Linked DNA regions of Mus musculus: region 2 is linked to region 1. A link is a contact called in public promoter capture Hi-C data. All regions are on one chromosome and are shown on one strand. The core of a region is the stretch at or near the end of the contact, and the rest is flanking DNA. Distances in the headings are between cores, read along the strand shown. Region 1 holds the start of Clec14a (C-type lectin domain family 14, member a). Region 2 has its middle 6.6 kb from the start of Gm30687.

The links. Promoter capture Hi-C pulls out the DNA fragments that hold promoters and counts their contacts.
Region 2: a contact with region 1 is called in a promoter capture Hi-C map of hippocampal neurons, with 2.3 times the contacts expected there. The contact joins the enhancer-like site here to the promoter of Clec14a in region 1. A contact is called at or near these places in 9 of 39 promoter capture datasets (the 3T3-L1 cell line, 3T3-L1-derived adipocytes, cranial neural crest and 5 more), 1 of 484 Hi-C or Micro-C datasets (nephron progenitors), 1 of 115 datasets of contacts at active chromatin or transcription factors (heart atrium) and 2 of 9 other capture datasets (adipose tissue and liver).

What each region holds. Positions count from the first base shown.
Region 1 is chr12:58,267,954-58,270,653 of GRCm38.p6, forward strand. It overlaps Clec14a (C-type lectin domain family 14, member a), which reads right to left and starts at 1,305. Exons shown (of 1, transcript NM_025809.5): 1 at 1-1,305. The coding sequence starts at 881.
Region 2 is chr12:58,428,838-58,431,772 of GRCm38.p6, forward strand. No RefSeq gene overlaps it. Among named protein-coding and RNA genes, the nearest start is that of Gm30687, 6.6 kb to the right of the region's middle. Within about 2 kb of position 1,339, at least 15 of the 459 cell types and tissues checked have an H3K27ac peak or open chromatin away from gene starts, as enhancers often do. A contact at or near this core is called in hippocampal neurons, where this site is marked.

The sequences.
Region 1 (2,700 bases), core at 55-2,554:
TGTTCTTCAACTTTGGTCTCACAAGAACGTCCGTCCTTCCCCAGCTCAAAGCCCACTGCACATTCGCAGGTGAAGTCTCCCAAGTGATCTAGACAGTCAGGGAGCTCCACACACTTGCCAGCAAGGAGGTACCTCCCGGAACAGGGGCAGAGCACTGTCCCAGGGAAAAGCCCGTCCCAGTGTGCGCTTGTCTCTTCCTGGATGCAGGTGGACGAAACAGAAAGGTCCCCAGGACACATCGCACTCACCTCTGTCCCAGGAGGGCTGAAGTCCAGCGCGGAGCTGCTCAGCCGGAAGGGAGCTTGGAAACTCAAATTAGAGGCGGCTCCTGGGCGAGGTGCAGGGCACAGAACCTCAAACTGGTACTTGCATAGGTAGCCATCGGTGCGCAGATGACAGCGCATCTCCTTCCAACCAGCAGGCTCCACTCCCCTGGTGGCCTGGAGCGCAGCGCACTTTCTCACTGTACAGGAACGTTGTGGCTCTTCCACCCACGGTAGTGGGCTGTCCTCTGAGTCTTCTGAGTCCGGGTGCAACCAGGAGAAACCCCTTAAAGGCTCTTTCTCCTGAGTGCACTGTGAGATGCTGCGTTCCAGAGCCACCCAGAACAGAAGATCTTTGGAGCCTCCGCCAGGCCCGGGACCTGCACGCAAGAGCAGGAGCACAGCTTGAAACTCCGAGCCTGAGTGCACGGTGCTGAGAGTCCCGCCCCTTAGGCTGCAGGCCTCCTCCGCCGCCCTTCTCTTGAAGGTAGCGTGGTGAAGGCTGTAGCAAGCCCCCGAGGCCGAACAAGCTGCGCGATCGGCCGTGGGATGCTCCCCATTCCCTGGCCGAGGCCAGAACGCAGGACAGAGGAGGCACAGGGCAAGCGCTGGCCTCATCCTGGAGACTCAACATGCAGCTGCTCCCAAGTCCTCTGGTTTGCTGGAGGGCACGGAGCTTTCTCTAAAGTCACCGCCCTCTACAGCCCTTTCTACCACTATGTGTGCCCTCCCCTCGCCTCTCTTGAGCCCTCATCCTCCAACAGCTGAAAACTCCGCCACAACACTCCCTTGGCCAACTGCTTTCCCTAGGCCGTGACAGGAAATGTGTCCCAGAGCCCTGCCAGGCTCTTTTTGGCCCTGATTTATTCAGGGGTCAGGAACACAGCTGGCGCCTCAACGCTGGGCCAAGGGGGTCCAATGCCCCGCTTAGATAAGCAGGAGAAAAGAAGTTTGCCACCGGGATCAAGTGAGGCTCTTTTCTTGCTCACACTTATCTGGACTTTGGATCTCAGAATGCAGTGATGATCGTGGGCAGGAACCATAAGCCCACACCCGCCTATTGTGTTTATGTCCGGGACTGTGGAGCTGGCGTCAGTATAATTTGTAGACTGTTCCAGGCTTCCAGGAGGTTTCCTGAGCATGGTGCTGGGGGAGGGATCTTGTGAGGAATGTTCCTACTTCTTTCTAAGCTGGAGGCCTCACTAGTAAAACCACTGATCTCTAGGGGCAGCTCTCTTTCTTTACTGTGCCAAAGGAAACCCAGACGTGCAAATTGCCAGTCAAGGGGCCTAGAATTCCTTGGGGGCATTTTCAATGGAAAAATAGCTCCTCTGTTTGGCACTTGCCTTAAAGTTTAATTTGTACTTCTATTTGTTTATTTTTTAAATACCGGTGTTGGCTGGTTGGGGCAAATATTTACATCGAGGTGACAAACAATAGCCACAGGTCCTGATTATGGTGGTTTCCTCACCAGTACATGTGCTCAAACCCTCTTGAGGATATTAGGTCATATGCGAATGAGTTCACGGTCTTATAAAATCACATCTGTATGTGATTTTTATCCTTGAACTATGGAAAATCACAGCTCCTGTGATTATCTGCCAACATTTATAGAAGAAAAGTGTAAAAGGACACAAATAAAAGCTCAAAAATTTTTATTTTGAAAATCAAACTATTTATTCAATCATAATGCACATTCGACACCGGAAAATAATACTCTGTAATTTGAAAAATGATTGAATCAGCTACTCCAGGTTCCAATGGCTGTTTTGTTTTAATGTGCACACTTGCTCATTGGGAAGTGTGGGAGAATTAAAGAAAGAAAGGTTTGGGGGGAAAAAAAGGTTAAAATCAGCATTATTGTTAGGTTTCAATCTGGGACAAATGACTGAGTTGCCTATTTACCATATCAAAGAGGACACTGGCTACCAGGTTCTCTTGGCATCCCTTGGTCCCTATCTGTTACAGAGCCCTCCTGGCTGGCATACCCCATCCCATTTCCTGAACTCTCCATCACAGAGACCTGGGCTGTCCTTCTGATCTGGTTACCCACTCTCTTTGTACCTTTGGACTCTTGGCTGCTGCACCTGGTTCCCTCTCTTCCCTCTCCTCTCCCCTCCCCATCTCCCCACATGGGCCTAGCTATTTCTACAGTAAACCTCCTCCACCATACCTAGGAAGAAGGTCATGTCTTATCATTTCTTTTTTATTATTTTCATTCAATTATGAATGTTCTTTTATGTTTGTAGCAATTTAGAGAATGTTATACACTTATAATGACATGTGTCACTTGTCTGTCTTGATTCACAATGGCAAATGTCATGTGCTTAGAAACAGACTACATTTAGCCCTCTTAAAGAGGCAACCTGCTTGTAAGTGTTCGAAACCAGAATGGAAGTTGCTATCTCTAATGTGTTCCTATGCACGTTTTCACTTG
Region 2 (2,935 bases), core at 89-2,588, 160 kb after region 1:
TGAGCACAACAGACATCACCATCTCAACGAGAGCAGCGGTGACTACCCACAAGAGACCCTCAAGATTAAGCCTATTGGTGTTCACTTACAAAAGATCGGGGTGGGGATGGTCATTAGACAGGCATCTGAGATTCAAGCCACCCACTCCTTCCTACACATTCCTCCAAGCTGTAGGTGTACATAAATTTCCTTTTTTTTTTTCTTTTTTGATTGCACTGATCTTATAGACTCATGAGATGATATAGTCTGCAGAGTGCACAAGGTCAGATGAAGAGCAAAGGATTTCTTCTATGTAGCTGAGGGCACTCAACAGGCATGATGGGGTAGAAAGCTTTGGGTCATCTATACTATAAATAAACCCTCAAAGATGCTAAGTCACCTTGCCTAGTTGTAAAGGCCCTGCTGTCAATTGTATGGAACACACGGGTGTCTAGGACTGATCTATTCCAGAAGGTGAAGCATTGAATTGGTCAAGAAGAAAGACACCAAAGAAGAAGTGTAGCTGATGTACCATGCCTCGTGCACATGCTGCACCATGCCTAGTAAACCTGATGCACCATCCATAGTGCACAGGAAACAGCTCTGCTTCCCTCACTCCACAGCATCTGCCTTTGAAAAGGAGCTGCGGTCTTGAAATAAGGAATGGGCAAGAGAAAAAGCAAGAGGGGAATGGACCAGAAAAAGAAAGAACAAAGGAAGATGAGAGAGCCAAGGAGACACAAAGGGGGCATGGTGGGTAGGAACTGAAAGAGATGAGGAAAAAAAATCTTCAATAGAAGCCAACTAATAGACAAGGAAAAGGGCCACGTCTATTCCCAACAGAATGAGACTGATCAGAGGAAAGTGTTAGTAGATTGTCACAGTGTTCTGCCTCATGCTACATAAAATATTAGGGACAGGACAGCTGATATTTAAATGCTTAATAGATTCTCAGTCTTCCAAAGCATGGAAAGAGCAGTGCCCCATGATGCACGCACATAAATAAATTAGGGAAACTATATGGTGTTCTGAGTGACTGGCTCTCAGTGAGGAGATAGAAAGGCGCCCTTGTCTCAGAGCCAGTGATCTTTGAAAAGGCGAGAGCTTTATGAGAAAATGCAAATGACTGATTCATGTGTATTTTTGGAGGGGGTATCTGGCATTTTAAAGAGTGTCTTGGTATTAAGAAGGCTAGACACAACATGAAAAATCATCCGCAAATGACCACGCTGGAGTAGAATGTTCTGACATTTTCCAAGAGCTCGTTTTTTTAGAACAATCGCTCTGTGTGTGCACTTCTGCAGAACTGCCCATGTTGCTGAAATCAAGCCCTTCTGGGATTCAATAGATGCACTATTTTTACACGTGCAAACTGTACAGGCTTTCTAAAATAAAACTGCTGGGCTAGAGACTCCATTATCCTACAACTTCCACAACTGAAAAATATCTTCTCTAGCTAGTAGCAGATTGCCAGCTGATGAAGGAATGAACAAATACAAAGGTATTGCTTTGATTTTTCAGAGCAGATCAAATATATATATATAGCCCTAGGAAGAAAACACTCCCAAGCCACTGCTTGTCCTGAATTTCTACCTACTTTGCTGTGGGATAGGGGTGGGAATGGTTCCAATCCATCCCTTTTCATAGTTGTTACTTACTAATTTGACTCACTGTGGGAGAATTCCAGTAGCAGATGTCATTCAGTTAGTGCCAGGTAAGGCTTTAAACATTTCATATGTCTTCACTCGCTGATAGACTGATTTTACCTGGCACCATCAAGGAGCGCTTGGACTCCTACTCCTAATTGGAATTTTAACAGTTATAGCTTCCTTCTAGGGTGACAAGAAATAAGATAGCAGAGAGAAACTAAGCTCATCTGTCAAGTCAGATCACACAAGTAGGTCAGAGCACACTGGCCCGAAGCCTTGGACAACTCAGGAGGCTGAGTGATTAAGATGCCTGATGCTGACATGTGAATGATCCCAAGGCTAGAAAGGGTGATATCTCCCTCAAGGCAGGGATTCCCAAAGGATGATCCATACAAGGGGGAAAAAAAAAGAAAAGAAACTTAAGCATTTGAGAATTAAAGACACTTCTATATTGTACTCCAACACACTTAGCTGGAGAATAATTTATAAAATATGTTCTAAAGCTTTTATAAATAAGCTCTCCCAAGGGTATGTCATGTAGGAAGCTATTGGTCTCAACCTACTAAGAAATCATTGCAGGGTTTCAATTAATGAATTAATTCTTAGTATGAAAGAGTTCTGATAAATCCATGAGGTATCTTGCTTGACTTTGGAAAGATGACAATATCTAGAACATTTTTAAAGAATGCCCTTACCTTAGGTATATGCTGGACACAGTAGATAGAGAAATCAAGAAATCTTCATTCCCATAACAACTAAAACAGAAAAGTTATAACTACTTCAATAATTCTAGTTATTCAAAGAAAAAGAAAACATGAACACTATTTGCCTTATTATCAGCAAATGCATGGGCTTTTTTAGAAAAAATTCCTTGCTGTAGAATTTTCTTAAGCCACAGACCTTTATAGCCACACACAGGATATGTACATCACAGTTTAAATGTATATTTTCAATGTGATAAATGTAATTTTTCTTTCATTGAAAGTTTGTCCTAACATTCTTATTCTGCTAGATTAGACTAAGGTCCGTGCTCTTCAAGATCTTCTCTGCTGTTTATAAAACAAACATTCACTGTGGTATGTATACCTGTCCTCACTGCTTCTAAATATACACTCTAAAGAGTAGAGGAGACAATACAGGCATCTAGTCGATGCACAGAGGATGGCTAGAATTTGAATGGAAGTCAATTGTACAAATTTTCTGCTGTCCCCTCAGAGGAATGAGAAGAAATTGCCATTGGAGTCAAATCTCTAGTTTCTTAGCAGCCGTGCTTCACTGTGACCACTGAAGGAAGGTTCTGAACGGTG